Linked DNA regions of Triticum aestivum: region 2 is linked to region 1. The links are chromatin contacts, called in public Hi-C maps. All regions are on one chromosome and are shown on one strand. The core of a region is the stretch at or near the end of the contact, and the rest is flanking DNA. Distances in the headings are between cores, read along the strand shown. Region 1 holds the start of LOC123145546 (endoglucanase 7). Region 2 holds the start of LOC123145547 (probable histidine kinase 6).

Region 1 (3,418 bases), core at 333-2,832:
TGCGGGTTGGACTTGCGGAAGACCATGGAGGCGGCGGCCATGGCGGCGGCCGTCTCGCCGGCGACGTCGGAGCCCGGGTGGTCGCGGTCCACCTTGTACGCCTGCCGCGACGTCGTCATGTCCTCCGGCCGCTGCCAGCAGTAGTGGTCCGTGTCGCCGTCCCCCACCTGTTCAAGAAAAAGCTAGGCGATTAATCCGACGGCTCTGGTGCATCATGGACGACCAACGAAGCTGTGAAACATATGCACGCCATGTGTGGGAGAAAATAGTTTAGTGCTGCCGTTCGTTGGTACGTACGTTCATCAAATCAAACTGGCCGCCTACCTAACACGCTTGTTGTTATTCACCAGAAAAGAACCTTTTTCTTTTCTCCCCTAACCAGAAAATACTCCTATATCTATATAATTGTTATTCGTACATAAAAGATTTTGTATAGTATGTAAATGAAGAATCTAATTGATCAAAGTGCAACAAGCTAGCAAGGTGTGCATAATTGAATTGGTCTCTCTCTTTCTTGGAACGATCGCTGGCTTGCGTGCGCAACAGCTAGCTTGGAACCGGTCGGTCTCATCTCATGCTGCATGTCATGATCGATCGTATCTGAACACAGCTATGAGCTAGCCAGGGGATGGATCATGGATGGAGGTGACGCACGATCGCCGCCGTCGGCCGGCTCGTGGAGTGCTGCGTACGTACGTACCTCGGCCCACAGCTCGTCGGGCTGCGTGTGCGCCTTGATGAAGTAGTCGGTGCCCCACTTGATGGCCTCGAGCGCGTGCGCGAGCTCGCCGGCCGCCGCGACGTCGGCGCCGTACTCGAGCATGCTCCAGGACAGCATGGTGACGGTGAAGGCCATAGGCAGGCCGAACTTGACGTGGTCGCCGGCGTCGTAGTAGCCGCCCACCAGGTCCACCCCCTGCTCCAGGCCGTCGGTGAGGCCCGAGTGGTCGCGCCACGGCACGCGCTGCCCGTGCGGCAGCCGCCCCGACCGCTGCGCCTCGAAGTAGAGCAGGCTCTTCCGCAGCGCCTCCTCGTAGTTGTGCGCCTTGCCGTCGCCGCTCCCGCTCTTGCTCCCCTCCGCCGCCGCCGCCGTTGCCGCGATCAGAAGCAGCACCAGCAGCAACACGGCTCCGAGCCGTCGAGACAAGATTACGGCGGCGGCCGCGGCGCTCCCTGATCTCATTGCGCAAGAAGATGCTACTCGGATTGTTGGTGTGCCTTCGCTTGTGCGTGCCCGGGGCGCGCCCTGTGATCACCGCCGCGCCGCCCTCTGCCGGCTCTGCTAGCTTAGCCTGTGTGCGAGCGTAGGTGTTTGTGTTTGTGTGTGTGATCTCTCTCGCGCCGTTGTGTGCTGTGTGGAGAGCAGGGCGGGGCAGTGTCCTCCGACCTGAGGCCGTGGGCTGGCGCGCTTATATTCGCGGCCGGCGTCCGGGTCCAGCACACGCACGCGCACCGCGTTGAACCGGTTCGGCGGCCGGGCCGGGCCGGGGGAATATAAAACTCGAGAGGTAGTAGATAGCAAGAGAGGAGCAGGCAGGCAGGCAGGAAAGAAACGATGCAAATATGAGCGAGCGAGCGAGGGAGCGAAGCTGCGTTTTGGAGTTGGAGGGGGTGGACTCGTTCGGGTTTTGTATGGTTTGTTTGGTGAGGTCGTGATTGGGATGGTTGGGTTGGGTTCTGGGTTAGCGACGACGCACGCAAGGGAGGGAGGGAGGCAGCGGAGCAGATTTTGACCGGGACGCGTTACGTGTTTTTTTCAGAGCGGGCGCGCGTGTACACGTGAGTCGGTTGGGGCCAGCCGGACACGTACCGCCAGGTACCAACACATGGCCGAAGCACGCGTGCGACCGGCGTAGCTCCTTCGGGCCAAGTCGCCGGTCGATCGACCGGCCGGCCCGTGGCCTGTAACAGCTTTCATTTCACCGTGAAATCTTAGCAGGCAAGCTATCTAGCTCAGGCGGTCGGTCAAATAAAAAGACCCGTTTTTTTTCTCTCTCTTTCCACCTCCCGTGGAAAAACATATTAGTTTTTTTTGTTTTGAAAAGGAGATTAAACCCCCGGGCCTCTGCAATATGAAAAACATACTATTAGTGATAATGCGGTACACGTTACGCGGTAGTTATAAGTGGTTGGCTGACGTACGTTTAACTATAGGCAAATTATAAGCTTTGTGTGTGCCGTGGGATTATTGTTCCGGCCGGCCGCCGGGGCGGGGCATGTTTTGTCGGGGGCGAGCATGTTTCTCCACGATCGGTTGGTCAATCGTGTAGTCAGCTGACGGTTGCAGCATGCTTCGCGATGATAATACAGTACTACTACATGCATCCACCACTAGATCGATTGCTAATGCTAGCAAGATGATTATTAGGTTGAGCTAGCCAGGTACTACTGTCAATGATCAACAGTTCTTCGTCCGCTCGTCGGCGCCGCCATCGATCCGCCCCACCTCCGGCGGCCTTTGGGTTGTGGAGGTGCGGAGGATCTCGGCCACCCGCCGGCGGAAGGGACTCCGTTCTCGTTTTTGTTAGGTTGAACATCTTGGTTGGGGCTGTGTGGCGGTGGCGATGTCCCTAGGTAGGAATAATGTATCCTATGTCCTATCTCCGTCCCGATGATGCAAATAACGTTGTCGGAGGATGTGTGGAGGTGTGTCTCCGTCGGATCTCATGGGATTCGGTCGGTGCTAGTCTTCGCTGGATCTATTTGGATCCAGTTTTTGTTCGTCTTCGTTCATGTGGTTCCAGGTTTGATCTTTCCGATCTACAACTCTCTTCATCGACGATGGTTGCTGCTCTGGTATGCTGGTCCTTTGGGGCCTTAGCACGACGACTTCCCGACTTTTTATTACAACAAGGTTTGCCCGGCTTCGATAATGGAGGGGCAATGACAACGGCGCGCCTTCGACTTGCTCCAGCGCTTGTAGTCGTCACTAGATGGTCCATAGACCTGATTGTAATTTTTATTACTTCTTGTGTTCTATGTACTAATTGATGAATATGATTGGAAATTTCTCTCTAAAAAAACTGTATAGCACGAGCTGATTAAGCTGCACCATATATTCTGCAAAACGAATATATGTACATGCAAGTATACAAGGCTAGCTACCTGCGTCTTTTGCTGAAGCTAGCTACAGGCACACGTCCTTTCCCCATCGGTTCTCGTGCGTGTACGTGAAGTGAACGTGACTCCCTTTTCCCCGTGGTGAAACTAGTGATTCGTTTCCCCGTGGCCGGACAGGGACTCCCCGGCGGCAACGATTTGATGCCTCCCTTTTCTTCCGCCGGTTGCGCAATCCTATTGCCATCCTGGTAGACCCTAGATACATGCATGGGTACATCTATCTGGTACTGGTAGGCACGGTTTGTACCGCGACATATGTGCTTTGCCAAACCATAAACTACTGCTACTAGCACCCGAT
Region 2 (3,418 bases), core at 360-2,859, 140 kb after region 1:
AGAGACGTCTCTGACTCTGTGTCTTGGAGGTTTGGAGCATAGAAAAGAAGCACAACCGCTCCAAGAATGCCACATATTCAAAGATCAAGAGGCCCACAACGGACCGACTGAAACAAATAATGTGCCGCTAAACGACTAGCCTGCAACTCTGTAAGCATCGAGCCACCACGAGGAAATATCCTTTTTTTAAGGAGATGCAACAACAACCATGTTTTGCTAGTACTATACTTGTTTAGGATTTCTGGAGCCCGCCATTGCCGCGGGATTGGAAGCACGCGGCGACATGGGAATGAACGAATGAATGCATCCTGGGAATTAACGAATGCATCGAGGAGGAAGAGGAAGAAACAAATCGGCAATCCCTATTATGTTGCTCGTTTGTGTTGCTTGCTCACCTGGTCGAGGGCGGAGGGGTTCTTCTCGAAGTGGAAGGTGGAGATGAGGATGGCGAGCGCGTGGACGTGGTTGACGGTGACCCCGAACTGCTCCTGCAGCATCCTGGCCCGCTCCTCGCACATGCTGACGAGCCGCTCCTCGGCGCGCTCCATGGTCTCCCGGCGCAGCTGCCAGTGCACGGCGGCCGAGCAGGCCACCGCCGCCACCAGCCAGGCCACCGCCGCCAGGCGCCTCCAGCCCCGCCTGGCCGCGTACTTGCCCATCCCCACCCTGCCCCCCTTCTCCTCCATGCCTTCCCCCAATTTACTACTACTCCCCATCCCCCACAATGCGCACCATATGCTTGTGGGAATGCGCGACGACCACCGGCCCCGGCCCCAGCGAAAGCACACCCGCACTGGTACCCAGAAGAAAACAAGTGCTCCCAGTCCCAGCGGGAGGGAGAGAGTGCGGGAGCGCGGCGCGGAGGGGTTGGGCGGAGGAGGCGGCGAGCGGGGGCAGGGGCGACCTCAAAAGAGCCGAGCTTTCGCGAGTTCCCAGCCGAGACAGCGGCGCTAAAATAATTAGCCCGCCCGCTCGCTAAGCCGCATTAATAAAATCCCCGGGCCGCGGCGCCTCTTTACTCCAGTGCTCCTCCCCTACCTCCGGCTGGTGGGCGGGCGGGCTCGCCGTTGGCTGGCGCTGCTGCCGAAGCCAATTAAAAACTGGGGAGGAATCGCACCAAGCTCGCTCGCTAGCTCTACTACTAGCTTTTTCCGTGCGGCAAATATTCTGGACAAGGCCCGCCGCGTGGCGTGGCGTGGCGTCCCCCGGCAAGCCAATTGAGCGCCGCGAGCCTCGCAGCCACAGGCCCGGCCTCCTGCGATGCTGGAGCGGCGACCGCGCGCGCGCGGCTCACGAAGCGAGGGAGCGAGCGGGCGGGCTAGCTAGCCTCGGGCGGCGGCGTGTAGGGGCTCTTTTTGGTGGGTGGGTCGGTGGAATGGAGGGGGCGGAAGGCTGGCCGAGATCGACGGCGGAAGCGGCGGAGCTGGGCAGACGCTGCCGCTGCGGCCTACTCCTGCTGCTGATCTGCTGGAGCTGGAGGCTGGAGAGAGAGCTACGGGTGGCGGCAGTGGGGGCTCGGTGGTGGCGATCCTGCGACAGCGACCGTGGCGGGGGAGGAGGGAACCAACCAGGCAGGCCAGCGGGGAGGGAGGGGGGGAGAGGAAGAAGCCGGGTGGGGTGGCTGCGGCTGCGGCTGCGGCTGCTAGCGAGGTAGAGCCAGCCAGTAGGAGTAGGGGGTGCCAATGCCAGCGACCCGCGGAGTCCTTTTGGGTCACGTGGCGCGGGGCGGAGTGCGGGGCGGCCGAACCCACCCGTGGTCCGTCCGATCCACACACAAACACACACACGGCCACGGCCGGAAGCAGAAGCAAAGCGAAAGAAACGGCCGCCCCCCTACATCGGTCTCGGATGGCTCTCCTTTTTGTTCCCTTGTTCACCTCGTCGCCCTCCTGGGCTCCGCCGGCTCAAGACAGCGTGGTCTGGTTTGGTTTGGTTTCCTTCCTCCATCCACACGCAAGCTAAAGTGGTCTCGCTACGGCGATGGGTGGCGCGATCGGGCCGGTCGCCTCGAGAGAAAACGATGGCGTCGTGTCATGATGCGTGGGTTTTCTTACGTGATTGGACGTCAAAATGTTCAACACGGGGGGTTAGGCCAACTTCACCGCGCGACCCCAAACGGATGTCCGTTTTATCTGGATTCTGTCCGTTTGGGTAGGGCAATGGGGTCGTGTTCGGGCGTGTCCTGGGATGCGGTGGCCGTGCGCCCAGCGCGCGGACGCATCCGTTTGCCCCATCCTGTCCGGCTCTGTATTTTAAAAAAGGAGCAACTTTCAAATGCCAAGCCCTAGTTCATCAGGCCAGCGGCCCCAGTTCATGTCGGCAACTCAGCCAGCGGTCGGCAACACAGCCAGCCTTCAAAATGAATAGTTGTCATCGCCGGCAACACAGCCGGCCTCCAAAATGAATGTTTTCCTCGCCGGCACACAGCCAGCGGCCCAGCGGGCGGGCGGCACCCATGCCAGCCTCCAAAAAGAACGGCCACGGCCGATCGGACGACCTAGTTCAGGCCTTCGGCGTCGAGCATCTCCTTCTGCCTGGCCTCGAACCAGGCCCTCGTCTTCTCGCTCATCTTCGACAAGTCCACGCTCATGATCGCAAGGGCCACCTCCTTCGCTTTGGTGGCGGCATTGGTGGCCTCGATGTCGAGCTGCCTCTGCCTGGCCTTGACGTTGTCGGCCTCGATGTCGAGCTGCCTTTGCCTGGCCGCCTCCTCCATGTCGAGCTGCCTTTGCCTGGCCGCCTCCTCCATGTCGAGTTGCCTTTGCCGGGCCGTCTCCTCCATGTCGATCTTCCTCCTCTTGGCCGCCTCCTCCATCTCAAGCTTCTTCCTTTGAAGGTCTAGGTATTGCTTCATTTGCTCGTCCTTGCTTTGCCGCTTCTTCTCGTCCCTCACATCCTTTTGAGACATCATGCCATGCAAAGTGCCATGCAATGCCATGGATGAGGCATCACGTATGTCGTCAACCTTGGAGTTGGTCTTGCCCCTCGGCCTCTTCAACGCCTCGCCATCTCCACCTCCGGCGAACTTGGCCGTCTTCAAGCCTCTCTTCCTTTGAACTTCACGGTATTGGTCCTTGAACTTAGGGCAATTGTTGATGATCGTCCAACAATGCGTAAGAGTGAATGGCTTGTCATTGTGTCGGGCCTTGAATGCCTCCAAAGTTTGAAATGCCTACACCACATGATCAACAACAAGTGAACATGCAAACATATACAAGGTCGAAGTCTCATGGCCGTAGCAAGGAAAGGACTAGGAAGAGGAGAGCATACCATGTCCCCAACGCCGAGACCACTCACGGGCCGTGCTTCAACGCTCTCAAATGCGGCGCAATACTTGTTGCACTCTTGTTGGATGAACAACCACCTCTTTTGAATCGAGCCGATGCCACGGTTGCTTGTAATTTGGTAGGGCTCAAAC

Evidence for each region. Hi-C and Micro-C count contacts between places; a contact is called where the count stands out from the background.
Region 2: a contact with region 1 is called in a Hi-C map of leaf, with 3 times the contacts expected there. The contact joins the promoter of LOC123145547 here to the promoter of LOC123145546 in region 1. A contact is called at or near these places in 3 of 5 Hi-C or Micro-C datasets (all in leaf).

What each region holds. Positions count from the first base shown.
Region 1 is chr6D:423,680,925-423,684,342 of IWGSC CS RefSeq v2.1, forward strand. It overlaps LOC123145546 (endoglucanase 7), which reads right to left and starts at 1,583. Exons shown (of 4, transcript XM_044564977.1): 1 at 701-1,583; 2 at 1-167. The coding sequence starts at 1,183.
Region 2 is chr6D:423,823,999-423,827,416 of IWGSC CS RefSeq v2.1, forward strand. LOC123145547 (probable histidine kinase 6) reads right to left here and starts at 1,610. Exons shown (of 11, transcript XM_044564978.1): 1 at 396-1,610. The coding sequence starts at 716.